4 separate regions of the Mus musculus genome follow, and regions 1, 3 and 4 are each linked to region 2. The links are chromatin contacts, called in public Hi-C, HiChIP or PLAC-seq and promoter capture Hi-C maps. All regions are on one chromosome and are shown on one strand. Each heading gives the region's core, a stretch centred on a gene start, on an enhancer-like site or on the middle of the called end of the contact. The rest is flanking DNA. Distances are from core to core; before and after follow the strand shown. Region 1 has its middle 45 kb from the start of Gm25388. Region 2 holds the start of 4930555B11Rik (RIKEN cDNA 4930555B11 gene). Region 3 holds the start of Cytip (cytohesin 1 interacting protein). Region 4 has its middle 89 kb from the start of Galnt5.

Region 1 (3,928 bases), core at 809-3,308, 520 kb after region 2:
AAAAACAACTTAACTCTGTTTATTCATTCAAATTCTGTGGAAATTAAAAGGTGCCCCAGGCTCATTTATTTTCTTTAATATTGTACATTGAGTTACTAGAAGATTTCCTGTTCTCAAGTCACACCACACACACACACACACACACACACACACACACACACACACACAGAGGCAGAGGCACACACCATGCTTGGTTACTATTTATATACTATCATCTGCCAGGGTCTTTGAAATTTCTGTTTTGCATCAAAGACAAAGCCTTCTTCTCTCTGACTGCTCATTGAGGGTTTCCTGATACGGGAACATAATTAACTCTTTCCTGGCTTAATTTCTGCATTTTAAAATGTAGGCAGATATGACAAAAATGGAGCGCTCAATCCACAGGGTGGCCATTAACTGCGCTCCGTTCCTGTATGTTCTCAATTCAGACCACAATTACTGTCAGGGAATGGCCCGGGAAGCTCCTTCGTGTACGCAAACAGGAATACTATTCATTAAAGAGCACTTTCAATAAAATAGAATCTCTATTTTTTTTAATGAATATTTGAGAAAGAAAATACAATCTTGGGTTCAGAAACCTGCAAGACAGTTATTATTCTTTTAATAATGTAGACTGTCTCATGTACATACACGGAGAGTTGTAGGGGAAGGAAGCAGAAATGAGACTGTGGGCTTTAACTCAGAGGAAATGAAAGCACAGAGCCACTGTAAACGAAGTCAATGTTAAATAAGGATTTCCTGGGAGCGCCTACAGCAGCCATGGCTTGCTTTGGGTTTTATTGATGTCCCAAGGATGATAGATTCTACTTAAATCTTTGAAGCCCAGTTAAATATAAGAACACGAGGCACTTTAGAAACTGAAAAACACCATTAGGCTCTTCTAAGCCCTCCACTTCCTTCAAGAATTTATCACTCTGAACCTAGTTCTTTTTTTTTTTTTTTTTTTTGTTTAATTTATTTTTTAGTTTTAATGATGATGAGGTTTATACCTTTTTTTTGATTTTTGGTTCTGATAAAATGACTAGTGACAGCTTTGTAGAAAATGAGATCAGTGTTATTTAATGCTCAAGAAAAATGTCTACAGCCTTTTCTTTTTAATAAACTTTAAACATGAATCACTAATAAAAACAAAAGCAAGATTAGTGTTATACATAAGGGTAAACATGTATATGTAGGGAAATGAGCTAGGAGGTGTTTTAAACGTGGAAGCAGGTTGCTCTAGTGGCAATGTACCGCAGGGACTTAAGAGAGCAAAAGCACTCTCCAGAGAGTCCCTTCTTTCACCAAAAACACCCCAGGAATTCTCCTCCTCTAACAAGCCGTCCAGGGAAGAGCTAAATTGTACTTTCCAAGAAACAATCAGATCACAAGTCTTTAAAGGAGCGACAAAATAAATAAAATACATAAAACCCTAAAGCAGAAGCAGGATAAGGTTAAGACACGCCATCCTTTTTAAAGAAAAGAACTAACACCAATTTAGCATCTTCCTGAAGAAAGCAAGTTTTTCATAAAGGCCTGAATTGACAGGGGGTTGAACAAAACCAACCCGAGACTCCACAAAAGAAACCGACTGCCAGTTAACCAGTTATCATCTGCATCCTGGTATTAGTTTCCACTCATGTCTTAGCTAATAGAACAAGGGCTAATTTTCAAGTAAGTTTCCTGAAAACAATTTCCCCCACCCCCGACTTTGGCTTTTCTGTTTGGTTACCCGTGGAGAGCAAGAATAGACACTTTGCTGACCGAATGTTTGGGAATAGGAGGATAGTAGACACGCCTTTCAACATTTCATAAAGCAGGCTGTTTTTCCTCTTGTCTATCAATGGCATAGAGAAAAGAGCAGAATTACAGAGACAGCTTTTCCGCCCGCGTGTGCCAGTCACGCATGGAGTGAAAGGCATTACCCTTTAAACAATTTGGGAGTGGATGGCGTTAATAGGTAGGACAGATAGTTACAAAGTCCAGATTAACTACAAAGCGCAGAGACATGTGCAAACTTGTTATGCGGTGAAAGGGAACAGACAGAGGCGATTATTTACCATTCTGGGGACCCAGTTGGAGCAGAGCGAGGAGGTTCCGCACAGCAACATTGCCCTCTTTTGGTAAAACAGGGCATACTGTGTTTACCTCACTGGCAGGTGAAAGCATTTCTTCAGGACACAGAAATTTTCCACTGCAAGAAAAATGACACAAACTAACCCAAAACAGAGCATGGAGCAAGAAGGAGATGACTTCTGTGTCTAGAAAACTGACAACAATCTCAACAGTAAAGAGCCGACGGGACGTGCTAACAAAGAAACCTCGAGACCCCAGTCTTTCTGTGGTCCCTTTTCAGCGACAGGGGGATTATTTACTCCTTAATTTATCCTTGACAGCTTCAAGTCTTCTCCAATAAAATCAGAATCATGTAGGAGTCAGATTGTGACCAAATAAAGCAAGCGCTAATTCTTTTGAAGCCCACCCCCTTCCCCTCTTATGCTTCAATATGCAGTCTGTCCTCAGGCAGCGGGAGCTGAAGTCACTCAATAGAGCCCTTTAGTCAGCAAGCATTTTGTGCTTTCTGGTTCTAAGGACTCTGCAGTGATTTAGAGCAGTGAAGGAAAGGGGGCTTGATTACATCAACAAAGGGAGAAGGCGCTGCCAAGGCAAGAAATAAAGTTAACCTAATTACTTTTACTCAAGTTGAAGGCACCCTCACCACTCTATCAATAAGAATAATTTCAGCCTTGTCACTGCTTCTAATCTTCTTTCTGTTGTAAGTTAGAGGATGGCTCTTGCCAAACCCTTATTATAGGAATTTTCTAATTAAAACTTTAGGTATATAGAGATACCCACCACAAATGCAGATGGGCTGAGCCAGTTTAGAACGGTGTGCTATTCTCTCTCCAGGACTCTACATCACCGTCCTTGCTAAAACATTTGTGAGGGATGACACCTGTCTTTTATTGATCCTGGTCCTTTTAGGGGCCAGGTCAAAGCAAGGTCATTATGTTTCTTTAATAGTTTTTGAGAACATTGACTTCACAAAAGAGGGAGAATACTAACTCCTGTTTTTCATTTGTTTGTTTATTACTCCCTAAATATAATACCAGGTAAGACGACAATGCTTCTCTGAAAGTGAAAAGTTAACTGTAAACTAAGTAATTCCATTCTTGAGATGTCCTTTTCAGCTTTTTTTTTTCCACCCTCTTTTCACTCTTGTGGCTTAGAAAGTCCACATCACTATATTAGGACCATTTTCAAAGCAGAGATTTTAAAAAAAAAAAATTAAAATTTAATGCTTACCTCAAATTTTCTTGATTTATGTGCAAGAAAAAAAAAACAAAAACAAAAACAAATAAACGACCCCCCCCCCAATGTGTGACTTACTACAGTAGCTGAGAACAGTTCTAAATAAAACTTCCAAGGAACCACTTTGAGGTTCTTTTCAACCAATTTGGACTGCCTTAAGTCAGCCAATGATGCTCTTACTGAGAAAGCTTACATATTGAATTCCTATCAGTCACCTTATTTTACCTTTGCAGAAACTCCATGAGGTAGATAAGGGTCCTGTGATGGCTGGCAGGTCTTACTGATGGACAGTGAGGCTGGAGACACAGCTCATGTTTGTCTCTGGGGGGGGGGGTGTTGTTGTTGCATGTACAGGTGAACTGGAGCCAGCCATAGTTCTAATTTTGTGTCCTTTCATGCCTCCTGGTTTTTGCCACCAAATAAGTCATTGCAAAAAGTACCTTAAACTATAGGGAATGGAACTTCAACCCAGCAACACTCCTTACTAGCACAGAGAACCTTAAGCTGTATAGAAAACACCATACAATTGAAACTGAGCATGGGTCGTTCTGTTCACTCTTGATTAGAGTGATGATGAAGTGCAACATAATCTTAACCAAAGAGTATTTTACGTGGTCTCTGGTCCCATAAGACTAAA
Region 2 (3,560 bases), core at 354-2,853:
AGAAAGAAAGAAAGAAAGAAAGAGAGAGAGAGAGAGAGAGAGAGAGAGAGAGAAAGAAAGAAAGAAAGAAAGAAAGAAAGAAAAGAAAAGAAAAGAAGAGAAAAGGAAAAAAGAAAATAGGAAATGTGTACTCCTTTGGTGTTCTTGTGGGAATCCTAACAGTGGGGACGACTTGTGGGACCCTTTTCTCCCTATGGGTTCCCTGCTCCTGTCTTGATGTGATGGTTTGTGCTTGGTCTTATTGTAGCTTGTTATACCACGTTTGGTGGATGTTCCTGGGAAGCCTGCTTTTTTTTTTTTTTCTGAGGAGAGACTGACAGGGGTAGGGGAATAGGGGAATAGATGGGGGAGAGGGGAGTTGGAGAGGGGAGGGGAAAGCTGTTGTCTATATGTAATATATTAGAGAATAATAAAAGAAAAAAGAAGAAGAAAGAAAGAAATGTGTGTTCTAGTGTCTTGGAAAGGAATGCAGGGATATTCTTGGGTATAGAGCAAGCCTCCTTGATAACGGCCCACTGGTTTCCCCCACTTCTTTTGAAACATTCCTTATTATAGCTGAATTAGATCCACGTGTGGCTTTGTTCTAGTTAACAAAATCAGAGTTATCATTTGTTTAAATGGCTGTAAGCATATGTGGACATTTGCTTATTCTTAACACAGGATGTGATTATGAAGCTGGTGGTTTACCCAGTGACTTTTGACGTTTTTCTGCTTTCTGCTCTGCCTTTTGGAGAGCACAAGCGAAGGGTGAGGAAACTTCAGGCCTTCACGCTGCCGCAGCTTTATGGCCTCAGCCTAACAGGTTAAATGGAAACGACCTGATGCTGCTCTGCCTACACCATATACCTACCCTGCTACCACTGAGCCTCACCTGGAATGGAATCAGTTTTAAATACACCTGGAAGAGATACACTCGTCTTTTCATTCATAGCCCATCGAACCATCTAGCTTGCATCCAACCACCTGGAACTTTAGGGCTGAGGTGCGGTTAGGTCAGGGTAGATGGAGGACATTAAACGATATATATATATATCAGTCAGTCCGACTGACCCAAGGTGTAAATAGAAAAGGAATGAAAAGCCGTCTACAGCAGGTTCTCCACCCTATCTTAACATTTATACAAGTCTAAGCCACCAAGAAGGGGACAGCATCATTTTGTTTCAAGTTGAGAATCATGCAAAGGAGGAGCAAATAGCAAAATCATTTTCTGCTGCAAGAGTTGACTGTAACCTCCATCTAAAAGAATCTACGGGCATTTGGTCCTCCAAACAGCAGAGCATAAATGTTAACGTCACTAGGTAAACCATAGATTTTACGCAGCTTTCCTGAGACATAGGGGGTTTCCAAAAGTGCAGGGTACCCAGATAAATCCACAAAAGTTTTAAATGCAGAGACAGGCATATACAGCAACAAGTCTCTTGAGTCACCTGAATGGTGTCCGCAGTTCCTTTCTTCTGGCCCAGCGAACTAGCCGACTTGTAGAGGACCCAGTCTGTAACCTAGCTGAAAGAAAAGCTCAGAACCTATGCTACCCGCCAGGAATCGTTGGCGCCTGCGCAGTAGGATCAAAGAGCTGGGCTGCGCTCGGTCCCGCCCCTCTGGCAGTTCAAGGCTCCCGGCTCCAACTGGAACCTGGCGTTGACCGCCTGGTTGCGACTCTCCTGGCCGCTGAGTTTAGCTGCGGGCTCCCTGCACCGGGTCGGTTCAGATGTACCACGAGCAGAGCCTGAGAAAGGATTATAAAAAAGAAATGCACTGTGGAATCTGCTAAAGTCAGACTGACTCCTTGGTTTAGAGGAGCGTTGGGTTCTTTGTATAAGTAGGCATATGAAGAGAGCAGTTAGCGGCTGGGGGATGTAGCTCAGTGGTAGAGCGCGCGCTTCGCATGTGTGAGGTCCCGGGTTCAATCCCCGGCATCTCCAAGCAGCCGGAATTCTGTTTTTCATTCTTTCTCAAAGAAAAGATTTTCACTTGTACATTTTGCCCACCACTACAACATCGAAAACCGAAAACAAAAAGGCCGTGAAAAATCTGCAGTGTGGAAAACTCACTCTAGTGATTGCTGGGAAAACAAGTGAAACGAAATGCTAGGAAGAAAAATTCGTAGTTTCTTTCTTCATTAATGTTAATATTTTAGAAAAACAAGATTTGAAACAAAAAGGCAAGTGCATTGGCCGGGAATCGAACCCGGGCCTCCCGCGTGGCAGGCGAGAATTCTACCACTGAACCACCAATGCAAGCACATATTATGGTGTTCTGTTATACTATACTAGGATATATTTACACATGAGTAATTCTTGTGTCAATTCTGTTTTTATATATATATTTAAAAATTAGGAAAAGAAACAGAATTCTTTTGTTTTTCTCCTTAAGTTTTTAAATCTCACTTACATACATTGTATTTGAAGATAGTTCCACTGATCACAGAATCTTAGGGCAGAAAACGTTTCTACATGTATCATTGAGCATGTCACAGAGTTTTAAATTCAACGATCGTTAAATATTGGCAAAATATTAACATTTTAAAATTCTTACTATTCTAACTTTTGTTAAACTGTATGAGGGTTTTGGGGTGGGAGTTTGTGTTTACTTGGTTTTGTTCTTGGCAAAGAATGCAAGTGTATGAAGATTTACTCTATATACAACTTTATGATCTCCAGCCTATTTTCAAATACTTTGATCTCATTTATATGTGTGTATAATATATATATATATATTAATATATATGTATGTAATAATATATGTATATATATTATACTATATATATGTGGATATAATATATATTATATGTGGATATAATATATAATGGAGATATATATCCTATTTTGATTTTGTTTTGTTTTTCGAGACAGAGTTTCTCTGTGCAGTCCTGGAACACTGTAGACCAGGCTGGCCTGGAACTCGGAAATCTGCCTGCCTCTGCATGCACCAACACTGCCTTTTTTCCAGACAGGGTTTCTCTGTGTAGCCCTGGCTGTCCTGGAACTCACTCTGTAGTCCAGGCTGGTCTTGAACTCAGAAATCCACCTGCCTCTGCCTCCCAAGTGCTGGGATTAAAGGCATGTGCCACAGCACCCAGCTTGGCCAATTATTTTAAACAGTCAGAAAAACGGAAATATTTTTAGGGATTGGAAATAGAAATGAGAATGAGGAATTAGAAACTTTGACACAACTTAAGTTATTAGGAGAAAACTGAACTGTCCTACTGACACCCCCCCCCCCACACACACACACACACACACATACACACACAGAACTGGGACGTATTACTTACTCTGGCCAAGTGACCTGAGTTCTGTAGATGGTTCCTGTCTCGTGAGTGAAATGACACTCTTGGGATCTCTTTCAGCTCGTAGGATGGGTCTGAACCTTCACCTCATTTCCATGGAAAGGGGCACTGCCAAAATCCAAACCAGGGTCTATCAGGATAAAATAACAGAAAGAAATGAGGTCATGAAAATATTGTTCAAGGCAAAGATGTACTTGTAATTCATAGAATACTGTGGATTTAGATAGACATCATTGGCCTCTTTACTTTTGGAAGGAAAATTCCGACATTT
Region 3 (3,736 bases), core at 1,187-3,686, 980 kb after region 2:
ACTCAGGCTTAAAAGCCAGCTGTATCTCCTTGGTTCTTACTGCTGTTGATCACCAAGTCTTTACCGTTTCTCTCCATTGCCTCGTCTACTCCTTCACCAACTACAGTAAAAGTTCCTCCACCTACTTGTCTCATTTCTAGAACGAACTTCCTAAAATCCACAATATCTCAAACCAATTATTCAATGGCTATAGGTGCTGGTCAAATCATAGTTCTGAATCTGTCTATTCAACCATCTGATGATGAAAATACTCCATAGAAATGAAACACATGGCATGTTCTGTACTGAACATGTGTATGTTTCTTTTCGACCCTCAGTCTCTAAATGCTATAATGTGACAGCTACTCACATAGCAAGTGATATTGTCTTAGGTATTAGACATGGTCTTAGTAGTTTATAGGCAAATATGCTGCCATTTTATATCAGGGAGTCCAACATCTCTGGTCTTTGATTTTCAAAGATGGTAGTTTTGGAACCAATGCTCTGTGGATAGCAAGAACCAACTGCACTATTTTCTCAAGGAAACTGGCCACATGCTGTCCCTCCTCTCAACTCTCACAGGCACACACTGGATTTTCCTGACACACCAGAGTCTGTGTCCCCACATTAGGGATTCCCATGCTTAGGAAGCCTAAGACAGTTTATGGAGACATATTACATATACACCTGCTCAAACTGTCCCCTAATGCTAACCCTTCTCCAGCCCTCAGGGCTGACATATAGTTTGATTTACCTGGCAGGGACTGGCAACGTGTAAAGCCTGAGCTGAGAACAAGATCTGGAAAGATTCCCTCCGTGGTGCAGTTATTAACAGTATTTTTCCTGGTAAGTGATATATGCCGAGAACAAATAGTAGGATAGCAAATGATCAGAATTTGGTGTAATGGCTTTGTATTAAATAGAAAGAGAAACAGACTGCTCTCTGTTTAGAATCTGAGTAAACCCGTTGGCGTTTCCTGTGTTGCCCATTTATAAATCGATACAGATGTTCACCAAACTTTGTATTATAAAAACACGTTGGATTGAGAATGACAATCAACTACTAGCAAATGAGCTTCATCACTGTGGAAAATGCCAAGGAATCCACTCACCACATCAGGTCCTGACTCTCCCCTACGCTTCAACTTTGTAATGCTGAAGTTAGATGAGCTCAGAGGAGAACACAATATGCACAATGTAGTAAGCCACAAAGCTGTGTTTTAAGTCAGTTCTAAACATCTTGTGCATGACTGTTTATATAAATTCAAATACACACCTTGGACCTTATAGAAAAGTATATGATCAAAATACATAAAGTGGTATATAGTTCATTCTTATGTATTACAAATGGAAGACCAAAGATTCAGAACAAATTCACTAGACACATACTTTTCCAGTTGAGTTTTCATCTCTAAAGACATTTCATAAAAATTTTCGAACAGCCTTTATTGAGTGCTGAGTGCCCTGTACATTTCCTTACTTAAAGGGCAGAGGGTTCAAGGAAGTTGTTTCTGCTGTTACCTAATCAAGTGAATGGAGTTTAGTTTGATAGCTTCCTTTTCAGAAAGACATAATGTGAGGGGGGCAGCTACCAACTTGCTCTGTATGCCACAGCTACCAAGCAGCCCATTCACCTCCCCGAAATAGTCCTACTTCCCAATAGCCCAAGGTTCTATCATTGCTCCAGGACTGAAGAATTCACTTGGCTGACAGAGGTAGTGTTCAAGGAGAAGTCTTCTCTCGATTGTGAACTGACGGGGCCTGGAGGTAAGCCCAGAGGGAGACAATGAACAGACACACAAACGGAGGAGTGTTGATCGTGTGGGTTGTGTACCTGTAAACGACCTTCATGTTCATTGTTCTCAACAACTTTCATTTTACCTGAGCACATCTTTAAATGAAGATAAATATTTGAGTCTTACTTTAAAAAAAAAAAAAAGTGACTGTTTTTCTATCCTTCAACTGTGATACTATCTCTGGTAGACATGTCACCTCCCCCCTCACATGTACTCTCAGTCATTAACTCCTAAGTTAATTGGGTAGTAGACAGAGGTTCTCCTCAGGGAAAAGAACTCTCCTTTGAATAAGAACCGAAATGACTCCTAAGCGCGGGGAATAAGGCTGGTAGTCAAAGTTAACAGAGACACGCAGGAGCAGGTACCACTTTCAGCAGAGGTCAGGCAAACGTGAACACTCTAGACAGCGCAGCAACCTTACCTGCTTTCGTCCCCGGGGCAAAGTAGCTACAGTGTCTGCCAGCACTTGAATCCTTCGGTTGTCTTCCATCGTGAGCTGGCCCGTGAGGACGGAGTAGGAGCCGTAGGCAGAGTCAGCACAGTACTCCAAATTGCCATTGCTGCCCTGCCGCTGCAGAAACCTTTGCAGAGACATTGTGGGCAAAGATTAATCCCGCCAACACATGGTTCCCTGGCCTTGCAGGAGGGAGGAAGCGAAATGCACAGCCCTCTGACACGCAGTCGAAAAAGTAGCAAAGCCAACAGAACCCATGTGACTGCTGTGGTTTGAGACACTGTTGCACAAAGCCTATAGAGGAGGTCACTCCTACTCTCCAGTGCTCCTGAGAGAACCTTGCGTTCCTTTTCTACAATTAAAAAAAAAAAAAAAGAAAAAGAAAAAAATCAGTGTACTTTTCCTCCCTCAAACAGCCGGAACATAGAGTTTGATACTCTATGGCTACGGGTACTCAAAACAGAATTTTCCAGAGAAAGAAAAGAAAAGAAAACAACTTTGTTCAAGTTCGCTCATTTGCTTCCTACCCGTTTGCTCATTTAATATTAGCACCCCCGTGCACTTAACAGACTGTGCCCTCACTCACTCTTTTGGCTGTAAATGTCACAGGTGCTGGCCAGGTTGTTCTCTGGTAAAGTCCTTGTGGTGTTCCTCCCTCTACCTCATTAAAGTTCATCAAAAATGCATTCTGTCCCTAGAGCTGTAGCCGTTTGACATTCACCTAATTGCCTTTATGCCGCTTTATTCTTACCGCAATTACCCATCAGCTTTATAAGAACATAACGGGGAGGGGAAGGAAAGGCAGCGTATTTAGTGCAGAACATTGTTCGTATCTGGGGCTACTCATACCTACAACTTTAGGGGGGAAGAAAGCAGTGGGAAAGAAGGGGGTAGTCAAGCTGAGATAACACAGGATGGTTCCTGTGGCAGTGTGCCATCACGGTGGGGGGAGGGACTTGAAAACAGTTGCTTTTTTTATTTTTTAAATTTTGTATTTTTCAAGTAGTTGAAGATAACGGGTTTCACCCAGAAGCAGGAAAGTACGTAAAAGGCAGAATCAAAGCAAAAATAAAAAGGAGAAGTTTTAAATAGCACAGAAGTCAAACACGCACGTAAAAGTCGTTTGGAAGGTCACTACTAGAGTTTACAAGAGTTAGAAAAGCTCCGAGCTAGAATGGAATGCGTGCACTAGAACTCGAAGTGGGTTCAACCCAAGCAGAACTGGCCAAGTGTGAGTCATAAAGTCGTCAGAATTAATGAAAAGAGGAAGCCGGATCGGAGAACGGTAACGCTCTAACACAGCATGACTCCTTACTGTTGGAACTGAATAAGAATAGAAAGAAGACGATGTCCCTTAAAACATATAAAATCTAAGTTGGAGATTACAAGCACACATCCTTCTAGGGGGCAGATATGTGTAATTCAAAAGAAAGTGCTGGTAACTTTGGTAGCTTAACAATTTTTTTTTTCCTCTAGGAATTTTACAGTCAGGTAAATGTGTTAATAC
Region 4 (3,898 bases), core at 984-3,483, 730 kb after region 2:
CTAATTTTCTACCTTCAATATACTAGGGCTGAGCAGCCCCTTCAGCACTGAGGGTTGAGATTTAAAAAAAAAAAAAAAAGATTGTTTAAGTCTTTCACAAATAGAGCTGACTCCTTACTTTTTTCCAATGAATCATTTCCTCCCTAATCAGGCTACATCCTGTTTGGTCTGTAATTTTTATTTCAAAATTTCCAAGTCAATTTTCATTTGTCCAAAAGAGTTTGTCTTGGCAGTGGCAAAAATGTATCCCTTTTCCCCAAACAAAGGCTTACACTTCATGTCTTGGGTCACTGTCATTCTATAAGAAACCTTAATAAGGTGTCTGGTCCAGTCTGTCTTTAGCACAAAGACTACAGGTAACTTATGTTTTGCCACCTTGGACAAATCCATCTATTGAAAATAGAAGCTTTCATAGTTAGTGTCTATCCTGGGCTCTAGGGCCATGAATTAGTCAATTAACAGTCACAAATGCCTGCTCTGTGTTGGGCAACTTTAGGGCAAGACTTTAAATAGCAGAGATCACCCTCCCCCAGTGTAGAAGTCCTCATCCTATCCATTTTAAAGATGATGAAGAAATCTTATTGGGCTCTGTGTGGAGTCAAGCTGGCACCATTTAAAAAGTAATAAACGTAGGTAGCATTCATTTAAAATCTTAGCATGTACTGCTCTGAAGAGCTTGCACATGGGCCTGTGAGATGTCTCAGTGGATAAAGGTAAGTGTGGCGACCTAAGCTTTATCCCCAGGCACCATGTGGTAGAAGTATGGGATAACCTCCTGTAAGTTGTCCTCTGACCTCCATTTCCAGGCCATGGCACCTATGGGCATGTGTGTGGGCACACACACTAGATAAAATATAAGTAAAGATACAATCTCGTGAGGAATTTTCTTTATCAGACTCTCTAAGGACAACAACATGTTGAGACATTAGCTGATTATTCAGAGTCACGATATCATGTGGTGATATTAGAATTCAAAAATTCTGAAAGAATTATTCTAGAGGGTTTTTTTTTCTACTCTTGAGCATTGTTCATGCCATTAGGATCCTATTCTTCTGCGAATCAGCGTGACTTCTTCATACTGCCAGCCTAAGAGCCCCATACCTGTCCATGTCCATAGGAATCAAACTCAGGTTTGTCATCTCAGCACTAAAGACTTTAGATGCAGTCTGGACTCTATCAAGACTTTGAGTCTGGCTCTTCCAGTACATTCATGTATGCTCTACCCTTGATGGTCTTCCCATAACTCCTCATATGTGTGCTTGTGTTACTACTTAGAGATCTTCTTACTGCTTCTTTGTACATTCCCAGTGCTTACCCATTAAGCTGTCTTTTCTTCTACTTCATACTCTGCTTACTCCATTTCAACGTCTCTAACCTTGTGTAGCAACAGCACTACTACACATTGATAAATTTAAAAATTAGCCACATACCATTCTCAGATAGGTATGTTTAACCTACTCAAATCAAATGGATGATGTCTTAGATTTTTACATGTCACATTGCCTACTTTATTTATTGAGGAAAACCTTCCTCACCACTGTCTGATAATTCCCCCTATCATTATATCCCTATATTTTTCATTCATTGCAAGTGACTCTTAAGAGTTGAGCTCTGTAAGTTCACTTACAAAGGATTATCATCCACTCCCTAGTATGTGCAACATTCTGAAAGGTCAGTACCCATGGAAAACAATCCATTTCAGCAGTAAACGTCACAAAGGCAAATTTCCTCCAAACATCATGTGTTACAAAAGAGCAATGTTTTAGTTTCTCAATAGTTTGTTTAACTACTATGTAAGTCAAGAAAAATGAAGGCTGTTAAAATTACTCCAGTTTCAAACAGAGAATCTGCCATTTACGCAAATAAACTAACAAAAAGGTAGCCAACATTATCATATTGTATGCTCGATGTTCAGTTTTTAATAGGCAGTTTGTTACTTAGAAATAATATAAAACTCATTTAATTGTGTATATCAGAAAAGTGCTATTATTGCCAGGATGGCTCTTCTGCAATATTAGTAGGAGTTCATAACTGACAGCTATCTTCTCGAGGTTTTTTCAACTCTTTGATTCTGGGAATACAGAATTCTTTGCCTGTCTACCCCACTGTGGTCTTATTCTCTCTCTCCCACACTTTGGAAGGTCTCCAAGTGTAAAACGGTACAACATATGCAGCCTGCAAGCAGGGCAGGCATAAAAAACACCATAAGGCTACACAAGCAAACTTCAACTGTGGAATGCTGGGAAACAATCGCAGGCACTACACCAACTTGGCATAAAACAATCAGAGGATGAGGTGGCTCTTTCCGAGCAAAAGCATCATCCTGGCAGACATGCAAAGAAGACCACAAAGATAGAAATATTGTGCCCAGCAGTTGGTGTTGCTAGCCAAGAGTGATCTACAGAGGTACTTGCACAGATCAGACTGACAATCACACTTTTACCCTCATTCGTATCCATGTGCCTAGAAGCACAGGCCCTGAAAGAGCCCCTTCCATGATAACCATATCATTTGCACACTTGTGCAGAAAAACCTGCTTTCTTTTCCACTTTTAGTCTTCTTACTGACCCTTAAGAATGCTTGATAACCTCCAACAAAGCATTCCCAGAGTACCACGAGTATCCTTTTCTGTACAATCTCAGTCCCTTATGGTCCTGATATTGTCCTATCTTGTTTATTTACTTGTGGGGAAACCTTCCCATATATAAACAGAGCATCTTCAGAACAGAGATCATGTAATTTTCATTCACTTTCACATTCCAAGTGATCATTAACATGACCTGTACATCAAGGTCCTACATAAATGCTTGTTTGAAATGGGTGAAAATAATTAATTTTCATCATTTATTCATTTCATATCTATCAAATGCTTTCAATGTGCATTATTCTGGGAACTTGAGATTCCAGAGAACAACAGATACACTCTTCATCATAGAATTATATAGAAGAAGTCAGAAAATATGGATATATAAAACATAAGCTGGCTACTGGGTAATAGATCATGATAAATAAGGCAAGGCAAGAGAATAGGGACTCTTAGAGGTAGGCTATAATATTAAATGGAGGTGGCCTCATGGGGTATATCTATAATGGATTAAAAGGGATAGGGAATGAGAGATCAGAGTGAAAGAGGGAATATGGAGAAAGATAACTAAAGTCCTTTGGGAATGCCATATGGAACCCTAATACTGTAGGAGCTTCCTAAAATATATACATACACACATATAAAAAAGGGTTTAAATGGTTTTACCCTATAATGGGGAGACAATGTCACCCCCAGATACAACGATCTGCCAGATAAAGAGTCCAGTGCCTGGTCTGAGCTACCTCTGTTTGAGTTTTTGGTCCATGGTGTCCATAGACCCATATCAAGAACATTATAGGGTATTTCTATTTCTCATAATTGCTCTCATGTAAGACCTCATGGCTTAAGACATCACATACGTGAATTACGGGGCATGTAAAAGTCAAGCTGGTACCAACCTGGAATCCTCTCTGCTACTGGCTATCTATCATAGTGTTGGGAGGTGCTAAACATAATGCTCTCAGGGAAAACGTAGTCACCAACAGTCTCACTCACATGTGAACCCTAAGAGCTACAATAATGACTGTCATAATAAGATTGTCATGGAGGAATGTTATGGAAATAACTCATCATTATCTCATTGGACTTAAGACCTACTCTACAAAATGGGACCAATGTATCATTAACTGGACCACAAAACAATGGCTAGTTAAGTTTTAGTCCCCAGGGGATAGATTATTATTATTATTATTATTATTATTATTATTAGATTTAATAATAAACTATCCCCTAAGTTCTTTTTGTTTTACCCAAAGATTATTGCATCTCTCAAGTGTCATCAGACAAGGTACTTTCTTCAGTAGATGGTGATTA

Evidence for each region. Promoter capture Hi-C pulls out the DNA fragments that hold promoters and counts their contacts. A called contact is a pair of places that touch in the nucleus more often than the background predicts. HiChIP or PLAC-seq counts read pairs in DNA pulled down with a chosen protein or histone mark.
Region 1: a contact with region 2 is called in an H3K4me3 HiChIP or PLAC-seq map of embryonic forebrain, with 6 times the contacts expected there. The contact joins the enhancer-like site here to the promoter of 4930555B11Rik in region 2. A contact is called at or near these places in 5 of 484 Hi-C or Micro-C datasets (DN3 thymocytes, Th1 cells, adipose-derived mesenchymal stem cells and 1 more) and 2 of 115 datasets of contacts at active chromatin or transcription factors (astrocytes and embryonic forebrain).
Region 3: a promoter capture Hi-C map of pre-B cells shows a contact between it and region 2. The contact joins the promoter of Cytip here to the promoter of 4930555B11Rik in region 2. A contact is called at or near these places in 1 of 39 promoter capture datasets (pre-B cells) and 1 of 115 datasets of contacts at active chromatin or transcription factors (memory CD8 T cells).
Region 4: a contact with region 2 is called in a Hi-C map of cerebellum, with 2.3 times the contacts expected there. The contact joins the enhancer-like site here to the promoter of 4930555B11Rik in region 2. A contact is called at or near these places in 3 of 484 Hi-C or Micro-C datasets (cerebellar granule neurons, cerebellum and neural progenitor cells) and 2 of 115 datasets of contacts at active chromatin or transcription factors (embryonic forebrain and forebrain).

What each region holds. Positions count from the first base shown.
Region 1 is chr2:57,696,898-57,700,825 of GRCm38.p6, forward strand. No RefSeq gene overlaps it. Among named protein-coding and RNA genes, the nearest start is that of Gm25388, 45 kb to the left of the region's middle. Within about 2 kb of position 2,059, at least 35 of the 459 cell types and tissues checked have an H3K27ac peak or open chromatin away from gene starts, as enhancers often do. A contact at or near this core is called in embryonic forebrain, where this site is marked.
Region 2 is chr2:57,180,228-57,183,787 of GRCm38.p6, forward strand. It overlaps 4930555B11Rik (RIKEN cDNA 4930555B11 gene), which reads left to right and starts at 1,604. Exons shown (of 4, transcript NR_040633.1): 1 at 1,604-1,698. It overlaps BB557941 (expressed sequence BB557941), which reads right to left and starts at 1,527. Exons shown (of 3, transcript NR_040356.1): 1 at 1,428-1,527. It overlaps n-TAcgc8 (a tRNA gene), which reads left to right and starts at 1,851; the gene lies at 1,851-1,922. n-TGgcc8 (a tRNA gene) reads right to left here and starts at 2,237; the gene lies at 2,167-2,237.
Region 3 is chr2:58,157,686-58,161,421 of GRCm38.p6, forward strand. Cytip (cytohesin 1 interacting protein) reads right to left here and starts at 2,437. Exons shown (of 8, transcript NM_139200.4): 1 at 2,197-2,437. The coding sequence starts at 2,370.
Region 4 is chr2:57,907,643-57,911,540 of GRCm38.p6, forward strand. No RefSeq gene overlaps it. Among named protein-coding and RNA genes, the nearest start is that of Galnt5, 89 kb to the right of the region's middle. Within about 2 kb of position 2,234, at least 6 of the 459 cell types and tissues checked have an H3K27ac peak or open chromatin away from gene starts, as enhancers often do. A contact at or near this core is called in cerebellar granule neurons and cerebellum, where this site is marked.